Linked DNA regions of Sus scrofa: region 1 is linked to region 2. The links are chromatin contacts, called in public Hi-C maps. All regions are on one chromosome and are shown on one strand. Each heading gives the region's core, a stretch centred on a gene start, on an enhancer-like site or on the middle of the called end of the contact. The rest is flanking DNA. Distances are from core to core; before and after follow the strand shown. Region 1 overlaps ADAM11 (disintegrin and metalloproteinase domain-containing protein 11). Region 2 overlaps EFTUD2 (116 kDa U5 small nuclear ribonucleoprotein component).

What was found. Hi-C and Micro-C count contacts between places; a contact is called where the count stands out from the background.
Region 1: a contact with region 2 is called in a Hi-C map of fetal liver, with 1.7 times the contacts expected there. The contact joins two enhancer-like sites. A contact is called at or near these places in 1 of 5 promoter capture datasets (fetal skeletal muscle), 14 of 47 Hi-C or Micro-C datasets (adipocytes, alveolar macrophages, blood and 10 more) and 1 of 2 datasets of contacts at active chromatin or transcription factors (skeletal muscle).

The regions. Positions count from the first base shown.
Region 1 is chr12:18,575,738-18,580,614 of Sscrofa11.1, forward strand. It overlaps ADAM11 (disintegrin and metalloproteinase domain-containing protein 11), which reads right to left. Exons shown (of 25, transcript XM_021066856.1): 20 at 4,745-4,844; 21 at 4,153-4,272; 22 at 3,895-4,063; 23 at 3,691-3,805; 24 at 3,515-3,605; 25 at 1-2,652. The coding sequence ends at 2,604. Among named protein-coding and RNA genes, the nearest start is that of ADAM11, 19 kb to the right of the region's middle. Within about 2 kb of position 2,599, at least 16 of the 83 cell types and tissues checked have an H3K27ac peak or open chromatin away from gene starts, as enhancers often do. A contact at or near this core is called in fetal liver, where this site is marked.
Region 2 is chr12:18,512,294-18,517,246 of Sscrofa11.1, forward strand. EFTUD2 (116 kDa U5 small nuclear ribonucleoprotein component) reads left to right here. Exons shown (of 28, transcript XM_003131332.4): 24 at 696-814; 25 at 921-1,015; 26 at 1,459-1,612; 27 at 1,791-1,898; 28 at 2,242-2,700. The coding sequence ends at 2,337. HIGD1B (HIG1 domain family member 1B) reads right to left here. Exons shown (of 4, transcript XM_005668737.3): 2 at 4,584-4,746; 3 at 3,925-4,059; 4 at 3,140-3,288. The coding sequence ends at 3,224. Among named protein-coding and RNA genes, the nearest start is that of HIGD1B, 8.4 kb to the right of the region's middle. Within about 2 kb of position 2,563, at least 10 of the 83 cell types and tissues checked have an H3K27ac peak or open chromatin away from gene starts, as enhancers often do. A contact at or near this core is called in fetal liver, where this site is marked.

The sequences.
Region 1 (4,877 bases), core at 1,349-3,848, 63 kb after region 2:
CCCGACATGATCTTTAATTGATGGTCCTGTCCTGCCTCCCCCCGCCCCCCGAGCCCCAGATGACATATTTACAGGATGCTGTATGGAGCCAGTTCCAGGCCCGGGTCAGTGCAGCCTTTGTTCCTCCCTGGGCACTGCCAGGGTGGGCCAGGAGGATGCAGACAGTGGGAGCAAGGTGGACTGGTTACCGGAAGTATTGCCTTCTCCACATCCCCACCCCCATGTGCACGCACACACAGACGGGTCCCGTGTGTGCAGAGGTATTCACACTTGTGCGGAGATGTGGATCCAAATGCTTGTGCCAGATGCATCGCCACCCGTGTGCCTGTGTTTCCCACCAGAGGAGGCCTTATGGTACCGCATCAATAGTGCAAAACTCAGTCCTCAGCCTCCCGCCCCTGCCTCAGCCTGTGTGGCTGGTGGGGCAGGACTGGCCAGAGGGGTACCCTGCCCACCCTCCTTGCTTAGGCAGTGCCAGCTGGAGCTCAGTATCAAGGACCCCACTGCAGCCACATCTGGCCACTTAAAGGTTGTCAGAGGGTCTCAGTCCTCAGTTTGCCTTGACGGGTGGGACGGGTAAACAGGAGAGCCATTTCTTCCTGGGTTCCTTCTCAAAGTTACTCCAGAGGGACTGAGATAGGAAGCTCCGAGGCCCTGGGCTAGTCAGAAACCCCTGCTGAGTCTGGGTTGGGGTATCCCCGGGAAGAGGGGCTCCGTTCATCTGGTGGCTTTCATCCAGAAGGTAGCTTGACTCCCAACTCGCCTCCTCAGGCTGTTTTTCAGAGTCAAAGGAGCCAGAGCTTCTCTGTCCCAGGTGAGCAGTCGTGAGGCGAGGCCACGGGCATGGGTGGGTTTGCGGGGGAACTGAGGGATTCTGCCTGGCCTCAACCTCAGGCTGGCCTGCAACAGGGATCGGAGACTAATGGGGAAAACAGGTGTAAACTACTCGGCCCCGGATGGGGGTTACAGAGCAGAATGGGTTGGACAGGGCCTTGAGGACTTTTCTAGAAGCTGAGGATCAAACACGAGACCTGCCTTTTCCTACCTCCACTTGCACAGCACAGGCAGAGCCTCTAACCCTCCAGGCACTGGGCCCCCCCTGGCCTCCCCTCCTTGGGAGAGCACTCCCTGGGGAGACAGCCCAGCCTGGGACCTTCAGGCCAAGCAGGGGCCACCTAAACCCTGAGTCAGCCCCAGAATCACCCTTCTTGAAAGGGGGAAGGTGCCATGTTATTTCAGGGACTATATTTTCTAGGACCGCCCCCCCCCCAAACACGTGTCTTGGCAGGGACAGCAGGACGGTCGTTTTGGAATTGAAGACAATCTGGGACATGTGGTCGCCGTGCCCAAAGCATAGGCCTTGGGCACGGAACAGGCAGCTTTGGTTTGAATCAGCACTCAACTTCTCTCCAAGCTCAGCAGGGCTGGGCGGAGGGGGCAAGCAGGGAGGCCAGGCCCCTGCTGGCTTGGGGACGCCTGTGTTCCTCCGGTGAGAAAATTCCAGGTGTGACCATCCCTGGGGTGGGGTGGGGAGCCCCGAGGGATGGCCGGGCCTCAGCTCCTCCAGTTCCCCCTGCAAATGTCAAAACACCCCCACAACTGGCCCCAGCACCCCCAAAGTTACATTCATTAGTTGAGCTTCAGTAAAAAAAAAAAAAAAATGTAGATGGCAGCCCCCTCCCCCTGGGCTCCAGCTGCCTGGTCCCAGTGCCTGGTTTTGAGGAGGGGTCATCCCAAGCCACCTCCACTGGTGGCTGCCTGCCCCACGGGGGCACCCCTCTAGCCCTCCCCCTGCCCGACCTGAGCTGTGGCAATCCATGATGATGGAAGCTACATTCACACAGGGAGAATTGGTGGACAAGGCCAAAGCCTCATGAGGTGGGGTGGGGGACCATGGGGGAACTGCCCTCCAGGCCTGGTCCACCCTGGTGGTGTGAGGGCAGGGCCACAACCCGGCCCCAGACCCCTGTGGGGCCAGGAGTTGAAGGGCTGGGCCCGGAAGACATTTGCATGGTGCCTCCCTCCGTGGCTGGGTGGGGGGCAGCCTCCTGGTTCAGGGCAGAGACGGCGGGTGCGCCAGGCTCGGAGGGAGGGGGTGGCACTTAGGCCCCTCCGGACCTGGAACGGAGAGGGGGCATCAGGAGAGGGTGTGAGGCAGGGCTCAGAGGGATAGCCCCCCGAGCCAGGCCCCTGGAAGTCAGTGCTGGGCCCTGGAGGTGGCAAGTCACAGGCTGGCCAGGGAGGGGATCTGGCGGGAGGTCAGACAGCGGTGACATGAAAGACAAAACAGATGGGACGCAGAGGTAGGTTCCCTTCCCGGGGGACCGGGGCTGCGGGGGGCAGGGGCACAGCTCCAGGGTCCTCGCAGCCAGCAGTGCTCTGGCCGTAGGAAGGGCAGGAGTTCAAGGACCAAGGCCTGAGAGGGGGGAGGGGGCAGGGGGCGAGTTGAGGACTCTCTTCCCGGAGCGCGGTTCTCCCACCCCTGTAGTGACAGCGGTGACAGCAAGGGTGGGGGAATCAGCCCCAGCTCCCCATCGACAGAATGCGAGGTGACGAATGAGATGGAGGAGACAGGGACAGCGGGAGGGATGACGTGGCCGGCGTCACACTGCCCCCTGCTGGGTCGGGTCGTACCTTCCCCGGCGGATGTTTCTTCAGGAGCCAAGGTGAGGACGCAGAGAAAGGAAAAGGAAGGAGCCTGTGACCTTCCCTTTCTCCCAGGGAGGGGCCTTCTGGCTCCCAGGAGACCCCTCCCCCAGAGATGGGCTGGTAGGGGACGGGGTGGGGGGGGGTTGTCGGGACTTAGAAGCTAATGACAGGCCCAAGGAGCACTACCAGGAAGCCCTACCAAAGTTGGGTCCTGGGTTTGAGTCCCGACTGCAACTAACTCACTGCATGACCCTTGGCCTCAGGACCCTGCTTTGTACATTGAGGGCTTAGCCCAGCTCAAGGGCCCCAGACTCATGTCCGTAGAAACACGGTGAGCCGTGTGGGGCCTGGGGACTGAGGACTCGGGCAGATCCTGCTCAGCTCCACTCTGCGACCAAGCTGGAAATATCCGGATTCTTTCTTTTTTTATTTTTCTCTTTTCAGGGCTGCACCTGCGACAGGGAAGTTCCCAGGCTGAGGGTAGAATCGGAGCTGTAGCTGCTGGCCTACACCACAGCCACAGCAACGTGGGATCCAAGCCGTGTATGCAACCTACACAACGGCTCATTGAGCGAGGCCAGGGACTGAACCCACAGCCTCATGGATGCTAGTTGGGTTCATTCACCGCTGAGCCACAGTGGAAACTCTGGAAATCCGGATTCTTAATGTAAGATCTAGTTTTTTTAAATCTGAGCAATTATTTTTTTAAAAAATGTTAAAACAAGACCCTGTGGGCTGGCTTGGCTTGGGAAGCATGATCTCTGGTTTAGCGGACCTCCCAGGGAGGCCCCCTCGACTCCAGTAGCCTGGGGTTCCCATAACCCTGAGGATGCCAGGGGGTGTCAGGGGCGTGTGTGTGTCTTACTTAAATCCCCAGCCCGTGCCGCCCAGGACGATGGCTGCAACCAGGACAGCCCCGGCGATGGAGCCAATGATGATGTTGGTGCCACTGGGACCTGGGGAAGAGGGCAGGGCTTGGTTGGCTGGACAGGCATGGAGAACAGGAAGGAGAGGGCCCCACCCCGGTCAGCTCCACCTCACCCTTATATCTCTCTGTCTCCCCCGTGGGTGGAGACGTGGGCAGGGGGTTGTGGATACTGCAGTCTTTGCCTGTCCAGTCTGGCTGACAGATGCATTTCCCTTCGTTGCTGCAGACCTAGAGATGGGGTGGGGCTAGCAGAGGTGAGCAGGGCCCTGTCCCCTCTTGTCAGCCCCTCCCATGATCCCCGGCCTCCAGGTACCCACCCCATGGTGGGAGCAGATCCGACGGTCCCCACTGCCCGGGCAGGTGCTGAAGTTGAAGGCAGAGGCTGGCAGGCAGCGATGGTCCAGGCACAGCATGTTGGGCCCGCAGGCTGTGCCGTCCTCCACGTAGCTCAGGTCTGAGCCATCAGCCAGCTGCACATGGCCACCCCTGGAGAAATGGCACAACCAGCCTCTGCCCTTGCCCCACACTCCACCACAGGGCAAGCTCCCCTCCCCAGCCACGGTCTCAGTCCCCACCTGCAGTCCAGCTCCTTGCCCTGGTGGTAGAAAGTGACACTGCTGATGTCTCCCCCTAGGTCCCCCAGGCGAGGAGCTCCAGAGATGTTGACACAGAGGAGGAAGCCACAGAGCACGTCCCTGTTGGGGGAGTGTGGAGACAGCGGGCCCCAAGTCTGAACTCAGGCCCAACTACTGACCTCCTAGCTGCCCTCTTCCTAGCCCCTGATTTTTCTTTTCTTTTTTTTTTTTTAGGGCCGCACCCATGGCACATGGAGGTTTCCAGGCTAGGGGTCGAATCAGAGCTGTAGCTTCCAGCCAACACCACGGCCACAGCGATGCCAGATCCAACCCACGTCTGCAACCTATACTACAGCTCATGGCAATGCCCGATCCTTAACCCATTGAGCGAGGCCAGGGATCGAACCTGCGTCTTCATGGATACTAGTCAGATTCATCTCCACTGAGACACGATGGGAATGCCATCCCTGATTTTTCACATAGTCTTCCCATTGGGACTCACAAGCTGCCTCATCTCTGAAAAAACCTTCCCCAGCCCCAGAGCCCCAGCCCCAAAGCGGGGGAGGCCCAGCCTGAAGCTTGGACTACTCACTGTTTATTGCACTGGACCCAGCCTGACCCCTTACGGCCACAGTTCCCACGCTCTGTCCCCTCCACATTCAGTTTCTCGTAGCAGAAGCGATCAGCAGCCGCTGTAGGGAGATGATGCCAGGCATCACCCCACC
Region 2 (4,953 bases), core at 1,313-3,812:
GAGCTGTGGTGTAGGCCAGTGGCTATAGCTCGATTCGACCTCTAGCTTGGGAACTTCCATATGCTGCAGGTGCAGCCCTAAAAAGACAAAGAGGAATTCCCGTCGTGGCGCAGTGGTTAACGAATCCGACTAGGAACCATGAGGTTGCGGGTTCGGTCCCTGCCCTTGCTCCGTGGGTTAACGATCCGGCGTTGCCGTGAGCTGTGGCGTAGGTCGCAGACGCGGCTCGGATCCTGAGTTGCTGTGGCTCTGGCGTAGGCCAGTGGCTACAGCTCCGATTCAACCCCTAGCCTGGGAACCTCCATATGCCGCGGGAGTGGCCCAAGAAATAGCAACAACAACAACAACAACAACAAAAAAAAGACAAAGAAAAAGGAAGATGGGATTGGAGTGGTTTATAGACCAGGATTGGGACTGAGGGAGGAACACATGTACAATTGCTAGAATTAATCGTATCCCCATATAATTAAATATCTGCAAAAGAAAATGTGTAGGGACACTTTATGCTGTCCGAGCGTGGCCTAAAACCAGCACTGCGGGCATCTGCTTACCTCTGACCTCCGCATATGCTACTAGAATGCGCATCTGCAGGGGGCTCTTTCTTGGCCCTGAGGCAGCTGCAGTGCTGCTCTGCCCTTGTGCCCTTGACTACTGCCAGAACCACTCCTAAGTCAGCTCTCCTTTTTGCTTTTCAGTGATTCGAAATGTCAAGTTTAAGATCCTGGATGCAGTGGTTGCCCAGGAGCCCCTGCATCGGGGCGGGGGCCAAATCATCCCCACAGCCAGGAGAGTTGTCTATTCTGCCTTCCTCATGGTAAGGGCATGGGCCCAGGCTGTCGCCCCCCAGCCTGTCCGCTCGCCAGGTTCTCAGTCCCCAGCCTTCTCTAATCCAGGAACCCTTTCTTCTTACTCTCTTGCAGGCCACTCCTCGTCTGATGGAGCCCTACTACTTTGTAGAGGTCCAGGCCCCTGCAGACTGTGTCTCTGCCGTCTACACCGTCCTGGCCAGGCGCAGGTGAGCAGCCAGACGCCTTAGGGAGAGTGCGGCGAGGGGCAGCTCAGCTGCTGGGGGGAGAGGGAGGGGTTGGCCTCCCCAGACTCTCCAGTCCTGAAAACTGGTGAGCTGGTTTTTAGAAGGGAGGAGGAAAGGAAGGAGGCCGTCTCCAGCCTGACCTCAGCTTAAAATCTGAGGTTTCTCCTGGAGCCCCCTCTTCAGTTCCTGGAGGACGCACGGGAACGTGCCCATGATGAGAGTGTCTGTCCAGTCCACATTCCGCTCTTGCCCAGAGGTCGCTGCCCCTTTGACTTCCCCAGGGAACTCGCTGGAGCCCCAGGCCCTCCCTGCCCTCTCTAGCACGCTTGTGCTGATTCTTTGATGGTCAACATTTGGGGGTATGCCGCTTCTCTGCTTTTGACCCCTGCAGGACTGGGAACTCAGCCTTTGTTTTTCTGTCTCAGGGGACATGTGACTCAGGATGCTCCCATCCCTGGCTCCCCTCTCTACACCATCAAAGCTTTCATCCCGGCCATCGACTCTTTTGGCTTCGAGACTGATCTGCGGACTCACACGCAGGGGCAGGCCTTTTCCTTGTCTGTCTTCCACCATTGGCAGGTAAGAAAACGGTACTGGCTGCCCAGGGTGGCCTCTCACCTCTGCAGGGCCAGTCCCTTCCGACCTCTTCCCCTGCCGGGCCCTGAGTGGGGTTACCAGCATCCTAGGGGAGAGTCCTGCTTCTAGGCCTGAGTCTGGGAGGTCGGCCTGGAACATCTGAAACCACTTTGCCTTTCAGATCGTACCCGGTGATCCTCTGGACAAGAGCATTGTCATCCGCCCCTTGGAGCCACAGCCAGCTCCTCACCTGGCCCGAGAGTTCATGATCAAAACCCGTCGCAGGAAGGTACGTGCCCCTCGGGCCCATGGCCGTCCCCTCACCCCCAGGGGTCTTGGCAGGAGTTAGATCAGTTCATTTCTTGCCTTTTGGCCTTTCTCTAAAGACTGAGAGCAGTTTACCCCACAGCATGGAGAGACACCGTCTGTGTAGGCATCAGCCAGCTGGACCTGAGGCCCAGTCTGGCCAGGAAGGGAGAGCCTTCTTCTCCCCCTGATGACACCCTGAAGGCAGGGCTCCAGAAATAAGCTCGGCTGACATCCCCCCCACCCCCCGACCTGACCCCCAGCTCAAGCACAGGTCAGTCCCCCGCCACCCGGGCTCATTGCTTGCATTCGCCCCCACTTTGCAGGGCCTGAGTGAGGACGTGAGCATCAGCAAGTTCTTCGATGATCCTATGTTGCTGGAGCTCGCCAAGCAGGATGTTGTGCTCAATTACCCCATGTGAGCGCTGGACTCCTGGCAGCTCCTGTGCCCTGCGCGGGGCGGCTTCCTGGACTCGAGCTGGGACCTGGTGTGACCTGGACTCCACGTCGCGAGAGTGTGTCTGGGCGCTGCGGCGGTCGTCCCTAACCCAGGAGCCTCCAAGCCTCCAACACAGAGCCCCTCCCCAGAGGGAAGAGTGTTTGGCCTTCTGGTCCCTACTGTGGCCTCTGCCTGGCTCCATTCCCGGAGAACAGAGAGGAGCTTGGGCTCAGGGAAGGAGACAGGGATGGAAGTTTTGAGCCCCACAGGGCCCTGTCCTCAGGATTTTTTTTTTAAATACAAGTTTGACCTTAGACATGGTTTTTAAGTGAACAGAACATTCTGACCTCTGCCTTGATCTGTTACTTTCATCCCCACCCTCCGCCCTGTCCTCCAGCACAGTCCCGTCCTGGCACTTGGGTTCTGGATGTATGTTGGCCCCCAGGAGGCTTCACTGCCTCTTGCTCCCAGCTGTAGCCTTCTTCCGGCCTGGCTCCCCGGGGAGGCGGCCTGCAGGGGGAGGGACGCCTGCCTCTTAATTCAGTGTTCCCACCAGCATTGAGTGCCCTGGACTGTCTCCAGCTCCCGCTCCTGGTGGGTGGGTCCTGAGGTCGCTTGGGAGTGGTTGGGTCTATGGAATCAGAGGTCCGTTCCACCTCCTCCTGCCCCTGACGCGTCTCCCGTGCCCTGGAGCCGGGGGCCAGGACTATGATTTCCAGCCCTTTGCTCTGAGTCCCTCCACCAGCCTTACTCTTCTGTCCCCTGTGTGAAGAAGACACTGTTGATTTGCCTCAAAACCACTTTATTAGGTGCATACCAGGGCTTGATGGAAGAGCTTCCAGCTGCCCCGGGCCCTGCAGGGAGGAATCCTACTTCTCCCCGGCGTCCTGCGCTGCTCTCTTGCAGTAGTCTCTGTACATTGTATACACAGCGCCTGTGTCGGGGACAAGGAAAGACAGCCCATGACCTGGCACCTCCGCCCGGCCTCGGGCTCTCCCAGGTGTCCAGAGGAGTAACAGCCGCAGGCTCCCAGGGGCCAACACATGCCCCGTTCCCTGGAGAGTCCAGCTTCCCTGCTCAGCTTTCCGCCCCAGGTCTCAACAGCTGCTACAAACACCTGGCCACATGGCCCGGGAAACAGCCTGCCAGTTCCCGAAGCCCTCTCACAGATTCTCTGAGCAGCCTCCCTGCGGTGTGTGAGGGAGGCGAGCCGGAGTGTGACCATTGCCCCAGACTCAGAGAAAGGGATTCGTTCACTGTCGCCTAGCTAGTGAGTAGCTGTCTGCCTTTTGATCCAGAAAAGTTCAGCATAAGTTCTGCTGCATGGCTTATCTCACCTCTAGGACACACTCATGAAACCAACTGGGTGCCATCCCCTGGAACACAGGAGATATAAACAGGGAGCCCAGTAAACTCATCTCGGGCCGAGGGCTTCACCAGGAACACAGTGTGGAGCCTGGTAGAGGGGAAAGGGACTGAACTTCTGCTCCCTTAACTATCAGGACTCACAGCCAGATTTTGCCTAATGTTTTTTATTCCCCACTCTCCCGTGACCCCACCAGCTACTCACCCAGCATGATCGCACCCACAGCACAGGCCTGCGCTGCCACTCGGGTGTGAATCAGGTGTATAGACATCTTGGTGGAACCGCGAGCCTTCAGCCGGTAGATCCTGTATGCTGCCACCACCAGGCAGCCCCCTAAGCCTGAATAGGCAGAAAACGTGACCCTTGGGCCCCAGTCACCAAGCACATCGCTTTTCTGAGGGACACCTCACTAAGCAGGCTGGATAATCACCTGCCTTTGTGCTGCTGCTTTGGGGGTGGGTAGGGGCTGTCATCAGAGTATTGAGTTGTTTCTTCTCAGTGTGAAGTGAATACCCTCCTCCCTGTACAAACAGCCCATCGTCATGACTCTCCCATCCCTCTTAGCTCTGCCCCGGCCCTTCTCCAACCACTGCCAGCTCCCACAGCTGTTCTGCTCTCCCAGGGCCTGGGGGGAAGAAGCCCTGGGGGACCCCAAACTTGTGCCCATCTTGGCTGCCATCTCCACCCACCCAGACTCCCTTAGTTTCATTGTCAGCATGTGTCCCTTTGTCCCTTGGCACCTTTGCTGTTGGTTACTCAGTGGGTAGGACCACTTGAGTTCTGTGCTTCATTCTTTGAAAGGACTAGGAGACGTGTCCTCTCCGAGAGAAGGCCCCCTACTCCCCCCGCTTCTTCCTACTCACCTACAGGCACCAGCGGAGACTCCCTGGTCTTTCTCAGGAGCTTCTCAGACACGCTGTCCTCGCCCTCGGGTGGTGCCCACCAGCCTTTGTTAGACATGATCCCGCCCCCAGATGTTAGCAGCTGGGTCTCCTGAGGCTTCAGCCCAGTCCTAGAAGGAGGCACCTGCAATACAAACTCCAGTTCTCAGTCGGGTGGGCAGGAGGAAGATGCTGCTCTGAGACTGTCTTACCGTGCCCGGCACAGCCGCTGCTTGAAAAGATGTCCCAGGTGACTGTCTCCGGTGGCTGGACCACTAGCACCATTTCTCCATCGCTGCTTCTTAACATCTGTCTCTTCCCCAGCTCATTCTGACTCTGCCCTTTTCTCTGC